6 separate regions of the Mus musculus genome follow, and regions 2, 3, 4, 5 and 6 are each linked to region 1. Evidence: chromatin contacts called from public Hi-C and promoter capture Hi-C data. All regions are on one chromosome and are shown on one strand. The core of a region is the stretch at or near the end of the contact, and the rest is flanking DNA. Distances in the headings are between cores, read along the strand shown. Region 1 holds the start of Churc1 (churchill domain containing 1). Region 2 holds the start of Mpp5 (membrane protein, palmitoylated 5 (MAGUK p55 subfamily member 5)). Region 3 holds the start of Gphn (gephyrin). Region 4 holds the start of Ppp2r5e (protein phosphatase 2, regulatory subunit B', epsilon). Region 5 holds the start of Wdr89 (WD repeat domain 89). Region 6 holds the start of Sgpp1 (sphingosine-1-phosphate phosphatase 1).

Region 1 (3,904 bases), core at 767-3,266:
GACACTGGGGCATACAGACCTTCGGTTAGATGGCTGTCCTGTGCACTGCAGTATAATACTCGGTCTCTACCCACTAGATGCCAAGGAGCGCCTTCACTGTGACAATCAAGTGTCTCTAGATATTGCCAAACCGCTTCCACTTGAGAGCTGATACTCTAAATCTAATTCACACTCACAACCCTACTCTTTATATGAGTACACTGAAGCTGTCTTCAGACACACCAGAAGAGGGCATCAGATTCCATTACAGATGGTTGTGAGCCACCATGTGGTTGCTGGGAATTGAACTCAGGACTTTCAGAAGAGCAGTCAGTGCTCTTAACCGCTGAACCATCTCTCCAGCCCACAACCCTACTCTTAAGACATTTCCTTTTACGAACACGAGTTTTGCTCTGGCCTACGACAAATAATGATCTTACAAGCATTCTTATACACGTTGCCAGGAGATGAGAGCACGTGCATTTTTCCGGGATAAGCACTTCTGTGTCATTCCAGGGGACATTTAAATTTGATAATGAATGGTAATGACTTTATAAACCAAAGTGGTTGTACCATAATGAAAATTCCTCTAACATAACAATCTCAAAAGACTTACATATAACTCAAAAAAGAAGTTTTCTTTTTGTGGGGTTTTTGTTGTTTTTTCAAGACAGGGTTTCTCAGTGTAGCTCTAGCTGTCCTCAAACTAGCTCTATAGACCAGGCTGGCCTTGAACTTGGAGATCTGCTTGCCTCTGTCTCCCCAGTGCTGGGATTAGAGGTGTGTGCCCATCACTCACAAACTATTAAGAGAAAGAACTATGAGGATGTTTTCCCTCCCAGCCAACTCAAGGGTCCTTCATCTTGCTATTGTCCTGCAGATCCTTCCTCCTCTAAATCATCGTCCAAACCCACCTTATGTGGAAGGAGAACACCGCAGCCCCATTCCTGCTCAATCTTCCTTTTCACTACGTTTAAACAGCAGCCTGTCAATCCTATGCCCCCAAATTGCAAGCCCAGAAGCAGCCCCAGAGCCTTGGCAGTCACTCCTTCACAGAGCAGCCAAGCACTCTCTACACACATCAACGTGCAGTAGTGATTCCCTGAAAGAACAGTAAGAGCCAAGCCTCAAAACCTCCTAAGCCCGAGAGGCGCAAAGGCTTAAAATAAGAGCAGGGGGTATAGTTCTGTTGGCAGAGTGCTTGCCTGGTAGGGACACATGCTGGGGTCAGGCCTCAGTGCTAAGAAGGGAAGGGGAAAGGGAAGGCGCAAGGAAAAGAGAACGGGACGAGGCGGAGAGGGAGATCACAATCTAGTCTCGGCTCTCATACTTGGGCAGGTGATAGGTCCTCTCTGGGGACCAGTTCTGCCATCTTCAAACGTGGGTTAGAACCAGAGGCTGGAAGTGTAGCTCAGTCGGTGGCAAGCTTGCCTCCGCACCAAGCTCTCACTTCCATCCCTAACATTTTCTAAATTGAGCCCAGTGGCGCGCGCTTGTAATGCCAGCGTTCAAGAGGTATGTGGAAGGAGGATCAAAGTCAAACAAAATCCTCCTCGGGTACATAGAGAGTTCGAAACCAGCCTGGGCTACACAAAACCTGTCTCAAAAAAGGTGGATTTTAAAATGACCTCATACGTTCATTCAGCGACAGAATGAGGTAAAAAGAATTCCATCAAGTCGAGCTGGAGGATGAAGCCGGGATCGCGTCAGGGCCTCAGAGGCTGCTGTCAATTTGGGTGGGTAGGTAATTTTGAGGGTTCCCCGTTGTCCCCAGCAACAGAACCGGAAGGACCGCTGACGTCAGCCACCAGAGGGAACCTGCGGCCGGTACTCAGGGTCACTGGGGTGACAGGACTGCAGAGTGGGCCCCTGGCCTGTCTAGGAATATCGGTCGAACACCGAGCCTGCGAGAGGCTCTTCGCGCCCACTTGCTCACCCGATTGGGGTACTCCTTCTCCACACAGTCCCCACACATCGTCACGCAGTTTTCGGAGAACGACCCCAGCGACACCCGGAAGGCGAAACCTCGCGAGAGTTGAGATATCGATTTTGTCGCACACGATCTAAGGACTCCACAGCTGGCTAAAAGTCTCCGCCCATAGCAACGGTTGTTAGGCGGTCTCCGGGTAAGGAGGGTGCACCGAGGACTGGACTCAAAAATCTTCAGGTATTGAAAAGATCTGAGGACTCAAAGAAGTGTCGAAAAGAGGAAGAGGCTTTGAGCCTGAAAGAACTTCTAATAGGCGCCTTCTTGAATTCTGATTAAAAAAGAATTACAGAAGTACAGCAAAAAGGGGAATTGTTTCTTCTTGCCTCCATTTTTACCAGACTCAAAAAACCTGAAATGACAGTTTAAATACCATTTTGTGCTATAATAACAGATAAGAGATCAGACTTCAGAGAAGGAGTAAGCTGGTGTTTGGGAAGAGAAGCTTAGAGCGCTGTCGAGAACCTACTAAATTATTTAAATTAGATTCTTATCATACGCCTTGTACAAAAATCAATTCAAAAATGGATCAAAACCCATTATCTAAAACAGGAAACACTGAAACTTCCAGAAGAAAACATAGGGGATAGTTGTCAAGATATTGGGTTGGAGGGGCTGGAGAGATGGCTTAGCCATTAGGAACACTGAATGCTCTTCCAGAGGACCCAATTTCACTTCCCAGAACTCACATGGCAGCTCACAACTGTCTGTAACTCCAAGATCTGACACCCTAACACAAACACACATGCAGGCAATGTGCATAAAATAAAAGTAAATTTTTTAAAAAAGACACTGCTTTGGACAAGAACTTTTTAATTAGCACAGGAACACTAACACTAACAGAAACTAACCCTTAGTATCAACGGACTACACGAAAAGTTTCTATTCAGCAAAGGACACAATTAGCAGAAAAAAACAGTCCTCAGCATGGGAAACATCTTTACCAGCCATATTTCAAACAAGAGGCAAATATCCAGAATTTATAAGAATTGCAGAAACTAAATACCAAGGAAACAAAACTGCCAGTCAATAAATGGGCAAATGAATTGAATAGACACTTTTCAAAATTAAAAAAAAAAACAAAACATGGCCAATAAGTGTTCATTGTCCTCAAACATCAGGGAAGTGCAAATTAAAATTATTTTTTAGATACCCTCTCACCCCTGTCGGAATGGCTCTCATCAATAAATCTGATGACAAATGCTGGGAAGGATGTGGAGAGAAAGGAACTGTTAGTCACTGTTGGTGGGAGTGCAAATTAAAATACAGACATTGTAGAATCAGTTTGGTGACTACTCAAAAAGTTAAAACTAGAATCACCATATGAACCTGTTATTCTATTCCTGGGCATTTACCCAGAACACATAGGAATATTTACACCCCTGTGTTTATTCCTGATTTATTTACTCTACCAAGAATTAAGATCAACCTAGTTGTCTGTCAACAGATAAAAGTAAAATGAAAAATCTCTCTATATAAAAAATGGAGCTGGGCAGTGGTGCACATGACATTAGTACCAACACTCGGGAGGCAGAGGCTGGCCAAACTCTGTGCAGTTTAGGCCAACCTGGTCTATAGATAGAGTTCCAGGACAACCAGGGCTACACAGGAAAAAAAATACTATTCAGTTCTAAAGAAAAAAAATGAAATCACAAAATTTGTAGGAAAATGAGTGGACTTATAATATTAAGTAAGGTAATACACCCTCAGGAAGGAAAAAAAAGCTGTTCTCCATGATACCCAGAATGTAGTTGTTAGCATTCTAAGCTCCACCCCATAGTTACCTGGCAACAGCCAGGTGTGCCTGACTCACTATAAAAGGGGCTGCTTGCCCACCTCTTCACTCTCTTGCTCCTGTCTTCCTGCCCCTGCTCTGTCTTCTCGACCATTCTTCCCCTCTCTCTCCACATGCTCATGGCTGGTCTCTACCCCTCTACT
Region 2 (3,904 bases), core at 591-3,090, 2.0 Mb before region 1:
TCTAGTTCTAGGGGAATTCAATGCCTTCAGCTGCCACTGGCACATGCATATATGTGTCAATATCCCACCCCCATGAACATATAAATAAAATCTTTTTTCAAAAAAATTACAATTCCGAAGTCGACATGCATAGCTAAGTCACTGTACCACTTTGGATGACCCTTAGGTAGAATTATATTAAGTCTCTCATCTATTTTAACATTATATTTATATATGTGTATGTGTGTGTGTGTGTGTGTGTGTATAAAATCACTAAGGAGTCCACCATTATTTGTCAAATTCAAGGTGATGACTTTTAGTCATTCGTGGCAAATTTACTCAATTTTTAAAAGATTATGAAACGCTGGGTGTGGTGGCGCACACCTTTAGTCCCAGCACTCAGGAGGCAGAGGCAGGCGGATTTCTGAGTTCGAGGCCAGCCTGGTCTACAAAGTGAGTTCCAGGACAGCCAGGGCTATACAGAGAAACCCTTTCTCGACGCCCCCCCCCCAAAAAAAAAGATTATGAATCTCTTTTGATATCTTTGTCTTTTTTACTTATAAAGCTCTTTAAATTTTAATGTAAGCCTGCTATTACAGTTTAGAATGATCTTTAAAACAAGAAATCGTGTCCACAGAAATACTATAGAAACAGCTCGTCAAGAAAGGATAGTGTTCATTCCCACCAATACCTATACTTCAAAGACACCAGCACACCACATAATTTGTTACTGTTGCAAAAGTTAACAAGTTATTAATTTCTGGCATAATTTAAAAGGATAATTAGAATAGTATCATTAAAACATTACAGTGCCTTATTAAAACCAGAAATACCTTCCACCTTATCCGCTAAATCAAAACTTTAGAATTCTTGCTACACTGGCTTTCAGAATTTAAACTCTTGAAACTCTAAATTAGACACAACACACTAAGTAAAAACCCTCGTAGGTGCTGCATTCATTTTAGAGTAAAGTGTCATGGAAAACTTTTCGGCCGAATCTAAATTCCACACACATTACTGTGTGTCAGTCAGCTGGACAGAAGGAGAGAGCTATCCTTAGTCAGTTACGTAATTTACAATAAGGATCGTTCCGAGCGGCATTCATTGAAAGTAGCTCTACCAAGCATTTACAGGCTTCAAAGTTCACCGGACAATCTCCGTCTAAGTTCTGAGAACGCACTACTCTTTAGCAGTGGTCACAAGGAAGCAGGAACTGTTTATCCGCAGAACGCAATGAGTAGCAGAACACCAGGGGCTGACTCAGGCACCGGAACGCTGGCTGCATTCCGTCTTCCACGGGAAAGTGTTTCCCAGGCTGGTTCCCCGATCCGGCCAGGGGTGGGGTGAGGGAAGAGTCCCAGAGACTCGCGAACTCCGGGCCTGGGCGCAGCGAGACGACTCCCTGCCGTGCCCCCGGCAAGTCCGGCGGGGTGGCCCGCCACCGCGCCAAGGTGCGTCCCCCCCACCCCCACCCCCCGGCCCAGGGAACCAACCGGCATCGCGCGGGGAGCGTCCCTCCGAGGGACAAAGGTTGGGCTGCCACCGCGGCGCCCGGCTCAGCCTGGGGCTCTCCCCAGGGAACCCTGGCGGTGCGGCGGGTCTGGGAGGGGGTGCGAGCCCCGCCGCCCCTCCCCCGCCGCGCTCCCGGGAACCTGTTGATTAAGATCGCCACAGCCCGGGCGCTGCGGGTCCGCCCCTTACCTCCAAGCCCCGGCGGCCGCCGATCCTCTCTCCCTCCCTCGCTCCTCAACGCAGCCCAAGCAACAGCCCTCCGTCTGGCGGCCCTCAAAACACTGGATAAAGAATCCAGAAACTCCCGATTCCTCCCACCTCGGAGTCTCCAGTCCCCGCCCCCTCCTCACCGCCAGCCTCCTCCGTCGCCGCCGTCGCCAGCAACTCCTCCTCGAGGCCGCGCGAGACCGGCCCCCGCGGCTGACGCGAGACCGCGCACGCGCCCCTGGGACGCTGGCGCAGCGGGCGCGCCTATCCCAGGCCGTTCCTGGCGCGGCCCGCCCACGGCCCGGAGAGAGGCTGGAACGGATCGTCCAATCCTGAGCGCGCGTGGGGAGAGGGCCCGCTGATTGGTCCGCTCTTCCCCCCCCCCGCCTCCCGGGGGCTCGGCCGCGCGCACTCACCCGCCTCGAACTGCGAAGCGTTCGTTCTAACCGCTGAGTCGCTTCGCTGCCTCAGCCCACCTCCTCGCCTCTGTGTGGGGTCGCCGTGCTTCCCTGAGACGGACTCGGAAGCCGCTAAGGCTCGACGGGGCCTGGGAAGCGGTCATCTCCTGAGAAAAATCCGATTCCCTTGGAAGAGACCCCTGTTGTCCTGTCAGGCACATCAAAAATGCTAATGCTCAAAACAACCGTGACGCCAACACCTGGTTGTGTATAAAGTTCCACACAATTCCCTGATTCCACAGACGACTCCTTTCTGAAAACCAGGAAGGATGTCAAAGGCCACAGTTGTCACAGAATTCTCCGGAGAGGATTGGGAGTTACTTAGGCTAGTCCCAGCGCGAGTCCATGCTGTCAGGACACACCTATGCCACCATCTGGGAAGGGTGGGCACGGAAAGTGCTATGAAAGTGTGCGCGAGGAACTGGATTTGGAGCAAACAGAAATATGTTCTATGTAGAAACCTCTTCTGCTGGACCTAAATCCATTGCTTCAGCCTGTTGAGTTTTCTCAGGGGCACATGTCGTAGACAACTGTCCCTCTGTGCCTTCGTATATGCAATTAATCATGTCTTTATTTCCTCCCACCGTGGTTTTTAAGCACCATTCCCAATATACCCAGGCTCCTACCTACCTTTTTCCTCTTATGGGTTGTTAGTGTCCCCAAGGAATACTATGCCCTCTGAAGTAAGCACAACTTTTTTTGGGGGGTGGGGGGAGGGCGAAATCCTTCTCTTCCTGGATCATCAAATTCAAATCTTACTGACATTTTATTAAGTACTTAACGTTGTTTATTGGTGTTAGTAAGGCAGAGCCAAGGACAGGACTTTTTTACATACCACTAAAGACCTCTTTCCTTCTGTCAAACATACCTCAGTGGACTTTGAGTACAGACGGACAACTTCCAAATATATGTAACTGAACTGTCTGCTTAGTTCATCTTCACAAAGAAGTGAGAATTTGTGAACTGCAAGTGGACTGTCTCCAGAATTCCTAGACACTGTTAGCCACACACAAAAGGTTAGTGAGTGTTGACATTCCTTTCTACCTTTTTTTTTTTTAATGCATAAGACATTAGGTAACAAGTACTCTAGTTCCTTTTTTAAAAAGTGGTTCCCCCACCCCACCCCCTTTTTGGAAATGTTGACATAAAGCTAGCTTACTCTTGTTGTGAGGACTGTTCTGTGCATGATAATGTGTTTGACAAAATAGTTTCTGTCCCTTAGATTCCAGGCACATCTCCCTTTCCAAAAGTGACAAAAGATGTTTACAGATATAGCCAAAGGGTGGGAGGGTGTTCTTTTTTAAAAGATGTATTTGTTTTTTATTTTGTGTATATGCATATTTGCCTGCATTTATGTGTATGTGTTACCTATTGCCTGGTGTTTGGTGAGGCAGAGATCTTTGGATTCCCTGAGTCTCAGACTGCAGACAATTACAATTCACCATTTGGGTGCTAGGAACTGAACCCATTTCCTCCTCAAGAGCACCAAACATTCTTAACACTTATCTTTCCAGGCTCCTAGAAAGCATTTCTCTTCATACCTTCCAATAGCCCCATCCAGACAGCTTTCCAAAACATTTCTTCCCTAATGAACACCCCTGCCGGGTAACTACCTTGCCTTGCTTCCCCAGTTGCTTAGGTTTTCCTCTTGTAGGCTCCACTCTGATAAAATGATCAATCACTATTAGTGTGAAGCAATGGGGCAGCTGCTACTCTGGAAATATGGGAGATTCCTTTATAAAGTACAG
Region 3 (3,904 bases), core at 657-3,156, 1.5 Mb before region 1:
TTGTTTCTATAAAATTTCACTTTCACTTATCTATTAATTTTCAAAAAACATGGCCAAAATTAAAAGTTAACGGTGGTAAAGGGTGTGAACACTTACACCACACTGTCAGATTCTTTTAAAAAATCAACACGATCAAATCTAGGAATTGTAAGCTACAACTGAGTTTTCATACAAGGAAACAGTTGCTGCAGGGAAAGATGCACTCCATCTGCATATTCTGATTGGGGGGGGGTGTCCTTCCCTGCAACTGATTTAGATCAGTTTCTTTACTCCAGAGGCGTTGATTCGGAAAAATTCAATAAAATGCTACTAACATCTGCAAATATGCATCATGGAAAGGAAGCCCAGTTACTAAAAATGGGAAACAAAAGCAGGGGTATCCTCTTTTCATAAAAGTCAGCAGCTAAATTAAACACTGTAGTCGGTATCTACTGGCAGAATCAAAGATTTGTTTCTACTTTATAATGAAAGCAAGTTTCATTCAATTTAGTTCCTTCCCGGGCATCATCTCAACCTGTCAGAATTCTACAAGAAAAAAAATTTAAATGAAATAGGGAAGACACTAGGATTCCCTTCTACATAGCTTCTTTTTCTGAAACCACATCACTAAGTCTTGGATTTCCTTTACTCCACAGTAAGCCTCAGACTCCAAATATAAATTCTTTAACCCCCGCTTCTCCGTTCAATTACACTTGAACCATGCCAACTACAGAACCTCAGCCGAAACCCCTACAAATAGGTTTGCAATTCATCTTGGAAGTCGTGCCCTGCAGCAACTGTCTATCTCCAAACTCAGGGATATCACCCAAATACAACGCAACGGAATCAGACATGCAGAGCACACACGACTTCCGCGAGGGAGGGAAACGCGACCCGGGAAAAGTGCGCTCCTCACCAGCCTCAGGACCATCCACCGGGGAGTGAGAATGGGAGGGGGGGGGTGTCCCAAAAGGGAGGGGGAGAAAAGAACCCGACAGAGGGAAATCCTTCCTTCTCAAGGGAAAAAAAAAAAAAAAAAAGGCTGGCTCTCCCGGCCACGGGAAGCAGCCGGTCCTCGCGGAGGAGAAGAGGCAGACAGAGAGGGAGGGCCCTGTGCTAGGAAAGGCAGAAGGAAGGCACTTTCCGGGGTCCGGACTAGAGCCTAGCACCCGGCTCCCGGGGGAGGTGAGGAGTGTCCCGTCGTCTGCAGAGGGGACAGCCGGCCGGCGAAGGGGCAGCAGAGGCGGAGCAGAGTTCGCCTGCCGAACCCCGAGTCCTGTCAGGCAGGTGCCATGGGGCCGCCGGGTGGGGGGGGAGGGGAGAAAAGGGGGTGGAGATGGGATTCCCCCCTCTCGGAAGAGCTTTAGTGGAGGAGGCGCCCGGCCAACCCCGAGCAGCGTGCTTCAGACTGCGGAGCAGGAATCCCGCCGCCCGCACCGGCAGCGCGGAGCCCCGCAGCGCCCGCCGCACCGGCCCCTCGGTCCCCGGGGGCCAGAGACTTTGGCTGCTAGGGCTCCGGGGCCTGACACCCCACCGTGCCTGCCCCAGCTCCCCCGGGGAGCACACGGGAACACCCGAATCCTCAGCAGCTCTCAGCGGTTGTAAAATACACCCCCCGGTCCCCCTCCTCAGCCTGCCCTCTTCCCGAGGCCGCAGGGAAGCACCACCGCGGGCGAGAAACCTCCAGCAAGTCGCGGATAGTAGCCGTTGCGGCTCCCCCGGACCTCCTCCCCCCGTTACCTGTGAGGACTCCGACACGGATTTGATGGTCGTGGTTGGTGAGGATCATTCCCTCGGTCGCCATGTTTCCCAGCGCAGTCACCGCACTGACAGGAGCCAGGAGAAGCCGGAGCCCGGAGCGCGCCGGCCGGGAGCGCGCTTGCCTTGGAGAGCGCGAGAGCGAGGGCGCCCGGGGAGCGCGAGGCGAGCGGGAAGGAGGGGGCCGAGCGCCCGGTGGCCTGCGTGGGGTGGGGGGGAGAGGCCGCGCCAGGAGCGCGCGGGTCCGCGGAGGGGGCGGAGTCGGGCCGCGCGACCCCGAGTCCGGCCGGGAGGAAGCGATCCCGGGGTGGGAGTAGCGGCGGCCTCGCGGAAGACAGAGCGCGGAGGCGGCGGGGCAAGGCCGGCGAGACCCAGAGGCTCTGCGGAGTGAGACCCAAGACGCCTGGATGGCAAGAGACTGAGAGGGGGAAAAGGGAGCACACGCTCTGGAGGTTGCGGGGGCGGACTCGGGGACAGGGGCGGAGCTACACCCCGAGGCGTGCAACTCGTGGAGAGTGAGGGGAGGAGTGCGAGCTTGGCTGCGGAGTGCCGGGAGCGGGAAGGAGCCGGCCCAGCCTAGAGTGGGACCCAAGGAACGTTCCTGGGCGCGCGAGTAGCGCGGGATTGGCTGGGCGGACGCGGTGCGGGTGCGCGCGAGGCACGAACGCAGCCTCGGCGGGCCCCAGACAGAAGCAATCCCCCGCCGAGCCGGCAGCCTCGTCAGTTTTCCGCCGCCTCAGGCCGGCCGGCTCTGCCCGCGATGGAGCCACTCCGGACCAGGTGCGGCAGCGAGGTGGGCTCACCTCCTCTGAAGGCACCGGAGAACCTAGAGGTGGCTTAAGGAAGCGGCATGGGTGGCAGAACGGTGGCCGCTGTGACGAGAGTCCCCTCTCGGGCAGAGATAGGTTACCCTGTGCCGCCCCAGCTGTGACCTGCAGTCAATGCTCCCTCTGACTTCGCTTTGGCCCCGCTCGGTGACAGCCTACCACAGACGTCGTAGACGGAGCTTATGTGTCTGCAGCAGGGCACGTGGAGTGGAGATTCCTCTCTCTCTCTCTCTCTCTCTCTCTCTCTCTCTCTCTCTCTCTCTCTCTGTCGTCCCCTAGATGCTGTGACATTTAAGTTTCAGTGTTTCTGGAATATGGAATTACTCTGAAAATGTGGTCATTTAGTTCTGTGTCTTTCATAAAGTGTTATTAGCCACCTCTATTTTGTGTAGGTTTGCTAAATATCCTTTTCTGGCTTAAGTGTGTGTATGTTTTCTCATTTGTTCACCATAGTAAAACCTAAAAGCAAAACAACAACAAAAAAAGTATCAAAACTGTTTAATAATCTGCTCTTAGTCTAAAATCTCAATTATATGGTTATGTGCGGTTTGTATTGTTCCAGTAAGAACATAGCATTACTCATTCTATTCACTAAAGATTCACATTGTGCCTTTATATAAGAGGACAAAGGAAATGATGGGTGGAGTTGAGAAAGGATAAAATAATTCGTTTTTGAAGATATGTATACTAGTATTTCTGGCAGTGGATTAAATTTGTAAGCCAGATCATGAACTCACCTCCCATAATTACTACCAAAGATCCTAGTGGCAAAACAAGTTCTAACTGGTCTCAAAAAGAGGGAGATTGCTGAGAAAGTATGCCCAAATGTGTCACTTATCTCAAACTAAAGATGAAATAAAAATTGTTGATTACATCATAAGCTTTCAAGTCTATTATAGTCTATGTGGTACATGCAAATTCTATATGATTGGGAAAGTTTCTTAGTATTTAGAACTTCTAAACCTGCCCACTAACAGGTTCCTTCAAACTTTAAAGGTTAATAGATTAAATGGGCATGCCCTCCAACTTAGAATAGTTTATAATTTTTTATGGGAAAATAACTAGCACTTTCACAAATCAATAACAGAACACAGGACTTTCTGCATCTATAATAGTAGTAATGGTGAAATTCATTTTCTTTTCTGTACTGTGGCGTGAACTTTGAGCCTCACACACACTAAGCAAGAATTCTACCACTGAACTAAGTCTCTGATTAATTCATTAAAAGGTAGTTGTGTAGGGGGACTATGAAGTCTTAAGATTTCATGGATTACTACATTTTACTAAATATTAGTACTAAGATTACTGAAAAATAATGAAATTATTAGTCAGTTGTAGAT
Region 4 (3,904 bases), core at 516-3,015, 1.2 Mb after region 1:
TTGAAATGAATTGTCTTTATAGCCATCCATAATTTGCAAGCAAAATCCTCACTCTACAAAATGTGAAATGTTCTAAGCAACAGCTGTGAGCATTTCAAACGTGCACTACTTTTTAACGGTTCAACTGTTGCCAAGGGAAATTGAGTTGGCTTCAAAATCTTTCTTGGTTTTAATTTTGCATTTACCAATCAGACGTTGAAGAAACATGCTCTGCTTGGCTAGGATATTAAACATTTCTAAAGACTGAAGTATGGAAATATAAGTTACTTGAAGCCAGGAACCAGACTGGAATTCCATATAATTCTGCAGCATGGGGCAATGAACTTTATTAGGGTAAAAATGGCCACTCAGTCAGTCAGTCAGCAGCCAGTCTTCTGGGGTCTGCTTTCGTATAAGCCATCTTTCCCATTTCAGTTCAGGGCAGTAACATTCTCTTTCATAGTACAGAATTATTTTTCTACCCAACAGGATAGAAATTTGCAACAAACCAGAAACGCAAACGCATGGTTAGCACTTGTGGGTATGATACAGAGAGCTTTATAAATGTATATTCCTTAACTGTACAGAACATGACATGATACTGAGAGGAAAAACTCGGCTACAGGATGAAGCATTTTGAGTTTGAAAAAGAATATACATACATGTGTGTATGTATGTATACATACATATATATATACATATATATATATATACTTGTGTGTATATACATATATGAAATATAATACTAAAACTACATCAAAATGACTGGTTATTTTGGGTTTATGGATTATAATATTATTTCTCCTGTATTTCCCCTCCCAGATTTCCAAATTTTGAGCAGCTGGTAGTTTGATCTTTGTAGTTAGTATTTTTTTCTTCTTTTAACTATTGTACGTAGCCTGCATTCAAATTGATTGATGGTCTAAGAATATTCTTTGGAAACGTACCATTTGGCCTAGGGTTCACCAATGATGCAAAAACATGTATGTATTTTCGTCCTCGTTCTAGATAGAGGTAAGTCTTCTGTTTAAACTCAGACTCAAACTATCAATTAAAATCTGTCGAGTTGGGGGCTGGGTATTTCGGAGTCCTGAAAGGGCGAATGCGGGTATTCTGAATGGGAGACTGCAGAGTTGCCATCTGCATTAACTCCCGGAGCGCGGGCCCCCGCCGAGCCTGGCAGGGGCATCAGAGAGCTGATATTCAGAACTGGCTTTTGGGGGGACCAGGTGAGAGTCCAACCGGTGGCCAGGCCTCCCACGAGTTGAGCGAAGGACAGCCACTGGGGTATTTTTCTGCCGGCTTCCATGGCCGCGTTTACACAGGGCTCAGGGGGCCGTGGGTTCCGTGCGGAGTGGGGCTTGCGGGCTGAACCGTGAGGCACCAGGACGGCCGCCCTGTGGCCTTCGGATACCCGGGTGAAGACGCTCGCGGTCCACAGGGTTCCGCCTGGCGGAAGCTCCAGTCTCGGGCGCGCCCGCCGAGCTCTCCTCAGGCCTAGCAGACGCCGCAGTACCCCCACTTCAGGCGCCCTGGCGGAAACGGCGGCCCGGTCGCCCGAGCTCACGGTAGCATCCGGGTCCCCCGCGCCTCGCCCAATCGAGGGCCCCGTCCCTTCACACCCTCCTGTTTCCCCGCCCCCCCGCGCCGCCAATCCCCGACCAGCTCTCAGCCGAACGTGCTGGCCTGGGAGTGAAGGCGCGCGCCGGCCAATGAAGTCTCGCTTCCCGTTTGAAGTCTCCAGTGGGCGGGCGTCGGAGGCGGGCTCTGCTAGCCAGGAGGTTCGGTTGCGCCTGTGCCATGGACTCAGCCGCCCGGTGATATTGACAATAGGAGAGAGAAAGGGGCATTGACGGGGACCCTGCGCGGGTAGCGAACGGCGGCTCTGGCAGCGGCGGCTCAGGCGGCTCCAACTCTTCCTCCCGACTCCCGCGCTTGCTGCCGCTGCAAATCCAGGCTTCCTCCCTCCTCCCCCTCCCCGCGTCGCCGCCGCCGCCGCCGCCGCCACCACCGCCGCCGGGTCCGGTGCAACGAGCAGAGGCGCCGCCCGCCGGGAATGTGAACGAAGAGCCACCGGCCGCGCCGCAACCGGGTCGGTGCCGATTTGATGGGACGGGCCCGCGGGGGAGGCTCGTGAGGCCGCCGCTGCCACTGCCGGAGCGCTGAGGTTAGGGGCCAGCCGAGAGGCCTAGAAACACTGCCGCTACCGCGGAACCGGAGGGACGTCGCCCCGGACGGCCGTAGTAGCCCGGGGCTCTCCGCCGCTGCCTGGACCTCCCCCCGTGCGTCCCGGGCCGTCGCCCGCCCCCGCCGCGGCCCCTAGCTCGCAGCCCACTCCGCGCAGCCACAGATCATCTTCCGATTCTTTCCCAGGAGCTTCAAGGTAACTTCAGCTTCGGGTCCCGCGGCTTGCCTCCCGGGGAACCCGCGGAGCGGCGGGCTCGGGAAGGCCGGGCCCAGGCAGCTGAGGGGTGCGGCGGGGTGGGGGGAGCGGGAGCAAGCGCCCGGCCCACTTGTCTGATCTACCTGCAGAGGCTTTGGAGGCCAGCACCTCTCTTCTCCTCGGCCTCGCCGGCTCCTTTTCCTCCCTCTTTTGAGGCGTTTTCTTGCCCCCCCCCCGGCGGGGGCGGGGGAGCAGGGAGGAAGATTCCGTGGCCGCGCAGCTTCTCCAGGGCTTGGGGTTTATGTGAACATACCTGCAGACAAACAGGCCACTTCCCTGTTTTCATACCTCCCCCTTGGAAAAGCCCCAGTAGTGTGCTCTTTAGAGAATGCTAACGCTTTGGGTGCAGTGGCCCAGGTGAAACCTGTTTCCCTGGGCTTTGCAGGGACCCCGCTGTTACCATCATTTCTGCAATGCTTTGAGTTGAGATCCTTGACATTTTATTCAGAGCTGCGCGCATAAGAGGCAAATGATGAAAAAGAAAGCTGCCTATAGATCATCGTTAGAGATGAGAGAAGAGAAATAGAGACAGAATGAGGGATGGGGGGAACGAGGCTTACAGAAATCTGTGTTGCTAGGGTTAGAGTGAAATCTAAATAATTCCCAGATGAAATTGTAATATTCGTCCCTAAATTTACAGCATACCAGTGCGATGTGGAACTTCTTGCTGAGGTCTGACATTTTCGATAGTATTTATAATTTATTATTCCGTTTTTTATATGTCACATTATATTTCAAGCCAAATTAGAGTTAAAAGAAAATAACTTTCTAATGAAAGAATCACGAAGTCCTCAAAATCCCAAATTAACCTTAATATTGTCCTCCCCTCTCCAAAGTCTATGCTATTTTAGTTGAATCCAGGTAATGCAGATGACTGTTTAATCATAACACATTGGGAAGGCAGCTATCTTACTCTTTGTGGAAGTTAAAAAAAAGCATTTGTCTTAGGTGTCGGTATGACACTTGAGGAACTGAGCCTGAGCACTGCATCATATGCATTCTGTCGATCTTGTCTGCCATTAATCTTGCATGGAGCCTCAGTAGCACCTGAATGGTACTGGCGTCTGTTTAGTTTGGTGAAGGAGTCTAAGCTCAATGCTTGGGACTTTTAGCATCTGTCCTTCCTTTGAATAATTTCGAAGATTAAATAATTGCAGAATGATATTCAGTCAGTTCTGTTGGTTTCATGTAGCACAATATTTGAACTTAAACTCAACTTCATCTTGGGAGGCTGTGAAGTTATGTTTTCAGTTCAACTTTGCATTGGAGTTTATCTTAGTTTTGTTTATCAAACTTTAATAACTTAAGATGGCTTTATTTAAAAAATTTGAAATAGTTGTAATCGTGCCTTTTGTGCGTTCTCATTCAAGTAATCTAGCCTGTCCTCATGTGCAAGGTGGTGGCTTGTAACAGCAAGCACAGCATGGCACATTGCACCAAAAGTCCTGCTTAGATGGTGCCAGTAGGATTATACTTAGAGTA
Region 5 (3,904 bases), core at 630-3,129, 1.1 Mb after region 1:
TGTCTCCTGTCTGAGCCTGCCTGCAAGTTCCAGCCTGGTGACCTCATATGGGTAAAGAGGATCTGGACTGGAACAGCAATGAAGGTCACCCCATGAATGCACCATATCCAGCTGAAGGAGGCTACAGAAAATAATGACAAATGAGTTGTCACTAGGTCCTCCAAACCCCTAAAGACTGACAAGGGCCCTAGAATCATAGTTGTCCTATTTTGTCTTTTTCTCTCCTTTTGGAAAGGCTCCCAAGTCCCCATACGTCAGGGCACTGGGTATAAAAATGTAAAAAACCAGAACCAGGGAGCTCTTAACCAATCTATCCACTGAAACCCAAACTACCTTCCAGGTAGATTTCTGTAAAGTGCTACAACCAGAGACTACTGGGGCATGGCTCACTTGCTCCTGGGGAGAAGCGCATCCCTGGGTCCAGCACTATGGCTGCAGTTGATGCCCCTTCCCCGAAAGCCATTGTTCTTGGTTGGATAGCAAAACTGAGTCCTCTCCGGGTTACACGGATCCCTTCATAGTCCTAAAATAAGAACCATCACTACCTGTGATATAAAGATCAGGGCATGGCAAAGACCAAAACCCCGGGGGGTCAGGTTACAAGCCCCCTAGGATGGCAAGCTCCCAACTCCAATTTCCCCCAGGAATTCCCTTTAGTAACTTCATAGATAAAGGTCCAGAAGGCAGTGGAAGCCAGCATCTCAGTGTTCAGGATATGAAAAGAGTATGTCAGTTCCCTAACCATTCTTAACCCACTGTAGGTCAGGACTCCTGGCTATGCCATGACACCAAGACCGATATTAATTAGAAACTGCAACTAATCAAACAATAATCTCTATCTCCAACTCTACTAGCTGTAAATGGGACCAACCTAAACTCACCTTGGGGGGATTTCCAGGGGAAGGATACCTTTTAACAGCACCAAGATATATCCCCTAGTTAGTTCCCCTTATTCAGATTCCTGTGGGTATACACAGCACGTTAATTTCACGAGTCCCAGCCGAATGTATTTCCAGGGACAATCTGGCTTGTTTGCATTATCGCTTAACCAAGTACGTATTTTCTGAATTGTTTACACTGGAAAACGCGGTCTCATGGTTGTTATACCACAGGTATTCATCTATAATGAAAAGAGGGTAGAGTCCACCTAAACTAGATTCAGGGCTTCTTGGTGTTCAAGGACAGAGCTCATTCCCCTATTGGTAGGGCCAGATGTCATGTCTCCACTACAGTTGGAACATCAGCCCTGTATCAAACTAAAGTTTAAAAGCAACATCAAAATAGGACAGATGAGACAGGACCTGACCATTATGGACTTCAATTCCCAGAGTTACCTGGGGCCGAGGCAAAACTACCTCCAGATTTTGTAATTGCGCTCCTGTCAACCTTGAGTCATAGCCATGCTGGAGTGAAGGCCGGATACTGCTCGTTCAAACCCGCCTGTATAGCTAGGCTTTGTGATCACGTGTGGTTATTTCAGATCCACGAAATCCTGCCTCAGCCCCACTCCTCTGGTCCGCGAAATAACTTTACACCCGAGTCCGAGGAAGCGGAAGAAGTGCTGGAAGAAACTGCAAAGCCACATCCGCATGAAAAGGCGGAATCGGTGACGATCTTGCCTTTTATTGGCCACACGTCCAGGAAGCTGGGTCCCAGGGACTTCCGTTAACCTGACCTAGAGGGAGGTGTTGTATGGCGTGGTCCGTAGACCGAGTTACGCATGCGCAGACCTTCTGCCCTCGTCCAATCGGAAGGTAGCAAGCAAAGGCGCGCGGCTCCCGCTTCAGAAGAGCCCGCTGGTTATGGTCCGGCCTCTGTGCTATGGACCAATCCGCTTCAGCTTCCTCTATATTTTTACCCAATCAGAGCCGGAGGGCGGAGTTCCAGCCGGCCGTGGGCAGAGCGTGCGTTTTCTCCAGCTCCAGTGTGGGGTTTGCTGCGGAGGTACTTTCTGCTGGGCAGGGCGGGCAGCTCTCTCGACCGGCGGCCACTGGGTGGCACGCGCGTGGAGAGCCCTGGGCGGGGAGCGCAGAAGGGGAGCGGGTGGTGTGAGAGGGAGCACGTGCATGCGCAGGGACCGCGTGGGTCTCTGTATGCCAGGATGTGGGGTCCATGCCACCCGAAGGTCTCTGCTTCAGTTTCGAGGAAGGGTGGGTAGGTCCCTGCTCGCTCTTGCCTGCCCTTCCTCTCACTCATCCCACACCCACCTCCTGGCTCCGGCCTTTTTCCACATCAAAAAGCAGATTTTTTCATTTGGTACGCGGAGCCAAGTCGTACAGTATGTGCTGTGATGCAGGCTACTAGGCTAAGTTCCTTACGTGTGTGGTGTCATCTAGGCCACACAGCTGTCCACCGAGCTAGGTGCTGGTCGGGTGTGGTGAAGCACACCGGGGATCCCAGTACTGACTGGGAGGGAGGTAGAGGCAAGAGGATCTCTTTGAGTTTCCAGCTAACCAGTGCTTCTTGGGAAAACTTTGTCATGCACACACACACACACACACACAAACCTAATTCACAACGAAAACCACCCAAGAGGCAGTGCTGGCAGCATCTTATTTTTGTGAAATGTCTCATTTAGGCTAACTCTGACAACTTAAATTGAGGGAATTCAGCTTCCACAAATGTAAAATTAAAGATAGTACAACTAGTAAAACGCTCCTGTTTTCTTTCCTAACTTGAAATTGTTTTAAAGCCGGGCAGTGGTGGCACACGCCTTTGATCCCAGCACTTGGGAGGCAGAGGCAGGCGGATTTCTGAGTTCGAGGCCAGCCTGGTCTACAGAGTGAGTTCCAGAACAGCCAGGGCTACACAGAGAAACCCTGTCTTGAAAAAACAAAAAAAGAAAAGGAAAGAAAAAAGAAATTATTTTAAAATCCTAAACAGTGTACCAGGAAACCAGTTAATTGGTTATTATCCAAGTAAGATGAACTGGTAGGAAGGCATCAGTCTAAAGGTCTACTTCCTAACTTTGCTTTGCAATCATCAGGTTGTTAAAAAGTGCATGGTCCGTGCCAAATTGCTTCTCAGTGTTGTGATAATTCAGTGAAGATGTGGACTTATAGTCTATGTTATTGGTATCAACCATACCTGTTTCTGCTTCTTGTTTAAAGACCACAAAATCATGCAGCCTAGTTAACAATGTAAGTGTGAGATACCTCTGTGTTGACTACTTACCCGCCTATCTTGGGGTCAGGACAGTACTATCTAGAGAGCAGAAGTGAGAAGTGTCTAGCTCGTCTTTTTACCTTAGATTTTATAGAACAGGGCAAAAGTAAGTCAGCCCCTGTGACTGTTGAGGTTTCTTTCGTGTCCACCTTTGTTTAAAATCTTGACTGTTTTCTGCAACTTTCAGGGTTGGTTGGTTTGGGTTGGTTGGTTGGTTTGGGGTTTTGGAGTCAGGGTTTCTGTGAGGTTCTGGTGGTCCTAGAGCTCACTTTGTAAACTAGGCTAGCCTTAAACTTAGAGAACTTGGTGTTCTCTCAAGTGCTGGAATTATAGGCTTTCACATCAACCGAACTGCACCTTCTATTTATTATAAATAGAACTGAAAACATTGTGTGTTTTGTGTGTGTGTATGTGTGTATCTTTCTTGTTGTTTTTGAGGCAGGGCTTCAACCTATGTAGCTTTGGCTGACCTAGAATTTAGGCTAGCTTTGAACTCACAGATCCACCTGCCTCTGCCTCCTGCATGTTGGGGTTAAAGGCCAGTGTCTCACATCCAGCTTAAGACATTGCTTTTTGTTGTTTTTTTGTTTTGTTTTTTGAGACAGGGTATCTCTGTATAGCCCTGGCTGTCCTGGAACTCACTTTGTAGACCAGGGTGGCCTTGAACTCAGAAATCCACCTGCCTCTGCCTCCCGAGTGCTGGGGTTAGCTTTTTGTTGTTATGGTTTTTTTTTTTTTT
Region 6 (3,904 bases), core at 609-3,108, 1.0 Mb after region 1:
CTTCCCAAGTGCTGGAATTACAGGCAAGCAAAACCATACCCAGTTTGGAGGCATGGATTTTTTTTTTAAGTTCATACATTCATTTTTATTCCTTCAATTATTCAATATTTGTGTTGGGTGCTAAGGATATAGAAATAGAGGGTAGTGTTTCTGAGGCAGAGGCGAGAGGATGCTACAAGTTCGGGATCAGTCTTGTTTATATAGCTAAATTCCAGGGTATCCAGGTTACATAGTTAGACCCTAGGGGTGGAGGGGACATATAAAAAATTATGTGTGATGTCCATCCTGTAACCCTACAATTTGGTGGTCTGGGGTTTCAAGACAAACAAAATACTCAGTTGTAGCAAACACCTGTTAGCTCAGTACTTGAAAATCAGACTTGGTCTCCACAGCAAGTTTCTGGCCAGCATAGCATGTTTTATTATAGATTATTTTTGCCAAATGCTAATAATGGTCTTTATTATTCAGAAACATCAACTAATAACACTACTCTGTGTATGTTCTGCTGGGCCCAAACTCAGAGCTTCCTGCTTGCTGGCTAAGAAGAGACACCCATAGCAAACCATGGTTACTTTGTATACCATTCTTCAGGCCCAGTATTCCTTTTCTCATGCTTGTCTGCTTTCCTAGGCTGTAAACGCTTTTACTTATTTTGATACAGTATCTTGTTATGAAGCCCCAGCTGTCCTCAAACTCCAAATCTTCCCATGTCAGCCTCCAAGCGCTGGGATTCGTCTGTGCTCCCTCAACCTTTCCAACCTCAGCAATTCCAGGGCCAGGGACTCGAGGCAATCCTCTTTATGACTGCAGCAAGTGGAATAGGAGGAGCTGGGAAGCAATCTTTCTTGGGAAATGAAACTATTTCTCATGGCTTACCAGCATGGAGCATTTTCCAGCCTCTTTCTTGGAAGTAGTTCAGTCTTTAATTATAGACATTCGTTTGCCTTGACTGAAAATAACTTCCTGGAATTAAAACTTTGAAATCTTTTAATAAAATCGGATCCATCTAGAAGTTAAAGTCAAGTTTGTGACTTGCAAGACAATCCTGTTAAGATTCTAGTTCAGCCTATCAGATTCCAAGTTCAAACCTGGCATGGTGCCCCAGTAACCCCGAGTCTTGGGGGGCTTCACCAGAAGGATCAACAGTTCAGGGCTAGCCTTAACTACATAGCAAGGCTGAGGCCAATCTCGGCTAAATGATATACCCTGGTTCAAAAACAAAAACAAAACAAAACAAACAACAACAACAAAACAAAAACAAAAACAAAAAAACAAACAAACAAAAAAACAAACCCGAAACTCACAAAAAGAAAACGATAAAAGACAAAACAAAAAATACCCTCAGAATTCTCCACGCTACATTCTCCCACTAACTATGTGTTCTGAGCAATCTTGCTAAGTGCTAGAATTTATTAAGGAAATTTTACACCTAAATTCGCTTAAGAGACGTATGTGATGAGTGACAGTCAGATTTTACTTGGTAGGTGACTGGCTTTTCCTTTGCAGACCACAGCTGTGTCAGCGATCACATACCCAGGCTCTGTCCTGGATTATCTACGGTTTTCTAATCTTGCCACCGCTGGTCAATTGGCACGTGGCTTTCCGGACATCAACCATCCGAGACAGCTCTGAAATTAGTTGCTAATTAATGGCGTGAGTCGGACGATTCCGGTTTCGCGGCGGTTACTTTGCCTCCATTCATCACGCCCCAATTGATTCCAGGCTAATAAAAGCCGCGGGCAGCTCCTGGGTCACCAGCCCTGCCTAGACCCGCACTGTTCTTCGCACAGCAACCAGGAGCACCGGGAGGCGGGGCTTCGGCGACAGCTCCGGGCTGCGCGCGCGGCGCGGGCCTCCGTGAGCGCGCCAGGGGAGGGGCGCGCGGGGCGCAGGGCGCGCGCGGCGGCCGCTGCGGCCTGTTGGCGCGGTCGCCGGCAGCCTCGAGCGAGTCGAGCTAGGCACCGTGGCGGCTGTGGCTGGCGAGGAGCGCGTGGCCGGATCAATTCCCGAGTGGCCCGCGACCATGTCCCTGGGGCAGCGGCTGGCTCTGCTGGCCAGCCGTCTGCAGGAGCCGCAGCGGGTGGCGAGCTTCCAGCGTCTGTGTGGGGTGGAGGTGCCGCTCAGCAGCCCGGCGGCGGACGAGGATGCAGAGACCGAGGTTCGCGGAGCCCCGGGAGAACCCCGGCGACGGGGACGGCAGCCGGGCGCTGAGGACAGCCCCGCCAAGGCGGACTGCTGCGGTGCCCCGAACGGCGTGCGCAACGGGCTGGCGGCCGAGCCGGGCCCGACCGGGCCCCGCCGCGCGGGCTCGCAGCGCCGCAACTCGTTGACGGGCGAGGAGGGCGAGCTGGTCAAAGTGAGCAACTTGCCGCTCTACTACCTGTTCTGCTTAGGCACGGAACTGGGCAACGAGCTCTTCTACATCTTATTCTTCCCCTTCTGGATCTGGAATCTCGACCCCTTTGTGGGCCGGAGGCTGGTGATCATCTGGGTGCTGGTCATGTACCTGGGCCAGTGCACCAAGGACATCATCCGCTGGCCACGGCCGGCCTCGCCGCCTGTCATCAAGCTGGAGGTCTTCTACAACTCGGAATACAGCATGCCCTCCACGCATGCCATGTCAGGCACCGCCATCCCCATCGCCATGTTCCTGCTCACCTATGGCCGCTGGCAGGTACGCTGTGCCCCTCAGCTCCACGGTCGAGTTTCCAGTGCTTTCTGAACTTTCTTTTTCCCCTTTTTTTAAAAATTTGCCTCTTCCCGTCCAAAACCCCAACCCACAGGTTCTCACAGTACCCACGCAGGTCCTGTCAGAGTTCTAGAAAATTAACTGATGACGGTTCTTAAACACTAAACTGTATTTTAATACAGTTGGGTATAGTTTCTTAGACCCCCACCCCCCAAGGAAACACTTTTCGTGCATTGAATCCTTGAGCTTAGACTGAGTTTTTAAACTTAGTTCGTCTGATGCACAGTGGTGATTCAGTGTACTTAAAATGAAACACTTGGTAACTGAGACCCGGTTTCACTGCAATACATGGTGTTTACAATGTAAAATTAAAGAGTGTTTTCAAAACAGTAGTATAATTTCGGCACAGGCACATTCCAAGCACTAAAGTAATGACAGTTAAGAAAAAAAGCCGAAAGGTAAAGGAACAGAATCTAGATGAGTTCGTCGTAAAGGATTGACTGCAGGTCTGTTAAGACACTTCACTTCTGTCTCTGGTCTGGAGAACCAGTTGTTAGTTGCTACACTGTTACTATGGCGGTAACTGTAACCCTGCAGTTATAGGCTTTGCCTTCCGAGGAGCTGGATTGGTTATAATGGCGTTTGACATCGGGGGCAATTTGTCCATCAAGAGTTTTTAATGGTAGTCATTTTTTTAATTTGCCTGCGTTTTGGGGCTTCCCTAATTTGAGCTTCCTAGGGTTTGTTTGCAAGTGATACTTGAGTTTACAATTTAATTATCTTTCACACAGAAGCAAAATATATTTGTCTACTGGTCTTGCTTTATCTGTCTTAAATTGTATGATTTGTTAGTCTTTCGGACCAGACTCTTAAGAATAAAGTGCATCGGTTTTGGAGAATCTAGGAAAACTCATTATCTTTTTTTTTAACTCCCTTTTATTGCACAAGATTGAGAAATGCCAACTGTGCTGTAAAACTCCATTATAGGCTTACTTAACCCACGTTGAGTTTCAGTATGGGTAAATGTTGCCAGTATCATCCCAGGCCCTCTCTACTGTGCAATTCATCTGTTTTACAGTAACAGAAATCAGGCATGGACCCAGGAAGAATGACGGAATTAGGAGGGGAGACTAAGATAGAAAGTTCTTTTCTTATTTAACCCCTGGTGATACATGGTCACATTTGGATTGTAAAAACAGTGTTGCCTGTTTGGGG

Evidence for each region. Promoter capture Hi-C pulls out the DNA fragments that hold promoters and counts their contacts. A called contact is a pair of places that touch in the nucleus more often than the background predicts.
Region 2: a contact with region 1 is called in a Hi-C map of CD8 T cells, with 9 times the contacts expected there. The contact joins the promoter of Mpp5 here to the promoter of Churc1 in region 1. A contact is called at or near these places in 1 of 39 promoter capture datasets (pre-B cells), 2 of 484 Hi-C or Micro-C datasets (B cells and CD8 T cells) and 1 of 115 datasets of contacts at active chromatin or transcription factors (stem cell-derived neural progenitor cells).
Region 3: a contact with region 1 is called in a promoter capture Hi-C map of pre-B cells, with 3 times the contacts expected there. The contact joins the promoter of Gphn here to the promoter of Churc1 in region 1. A contact is called at or near these places in 3 of 39 promoter capture datasets (hippocampal neurons, liver and pre-B cells).
Region 4: a contact with region 1 is called in a promoter capture Hi-C map of pre-B cells, with 4 times the contacts expected there. The contact joins the promoter of Ppp2r5e here to the promoter of Churc1 in region 1. A contact is called at or near these places in 2 of 39 promoter capture datasets (hippocampal neurons and pre-B cells), 2 of 484 Hi-C or Micro-C datasets (B cells and pre-B cells) and 2 of 115 datasets of contacts at active chromatin or transcription factors (microglia and thymic regulatory T cells).
Region 5: a contact with region 1 is called in a Hi-C map of B cells, with 9 read pairs. The contact joins the promoter of Wdr89 here to the promoter of Churc1 in region 1. A contact is called at or near these places in 3 of 39 promoter capture datasets (the C10 cell line, hippocampal neurons and pre-B cells) and 1 of 484 Hi-C or Micro-C datasets (B cells).
Region 6: a contact with region 1 is called in a promoter capture Hi-C map of pre-B cells, with 2.7 times the contacts expected there. The contact joins the promoter of Sgpp1 here to the promoter of Churc1 in region 1. A contact is called at or near these places in 3 of 39 promoter capture datasets (the C10 cell line, hippocampal neurons and pre-B cells) and 1 of 115 datasets of contacts at active chromatin or transcription factors (embryonic limb bud).

The regions. Positions count from the first base shown.
Region 1 is chr12:76,763,650-76,767,553 of GRCm38.p6, reverse strand. It overlaps Churc1 (churchill domain containing 1), which reads right to left and starts at 2,016. Exons shown (of 4, transcript NM_206534.2): 1 at 1,916-2,016. The coding sequence starts at 1,954.
Region 2 is chr12:78,746,883-78,750,786 of GRCm38.p6, reverse strand. It overlaps Mpp5 (membrane protein, palmitoylated 5 (MAGUK p55 subfamily member 5)), which reads right to left and starts at 1,840. Exons shown (of 15, transcript NM_019579.3): 1 at 1,681-1,840.
Region 3 is chr12:78,224,657-78,228,560 of GRCm38.p6, reverse strand. Gphn (gephyrin) reads right to left here and starts at 1,906. Exons shown (of 23, transcript NM_145965.2): 1 at 1,720-1,906. The coding sequence starts at 1,783.
Region 4 is chr12:75,594,093-75,597,996 of GRCm38.p6, reverse strand. It overlaps Ppp2r5e (protein phosphatase 2, regulatory subunit B', epsilon), which reads left to right and starts at 1,765. Exons shown (of 14, transcript NM_012024.3): 1 at 1,765-2,362.
Region 5 is chr12:75,667,512-75,671,415 of GRCm38.p6, reverse strand. It overlaps Wdr89 (WD repeat domain 89), which reads left to right and starts at 1,879. Exons shown (of 2, transcript NM_028203.1): 1 at 1,879-1,944. It overlaps Gm34717 (a long non-coding RNA gene), which reads right to left and starts at 1,691. Exons shown (of 3, transcript XR_381697.2): 1 at 1,335-1,691.
Region 6 is chr12:75,733,683-75,737,586 of GRCm38.p6, reverse strand. Sgpp1 (sphingosine-1-phosphate phosphatase 1) reads left to right here and starts at 1,858. Exons shown (of 3, transcript NM_030750.3): 1 at 1,858-2,674. The coding sequence starts at 2,024.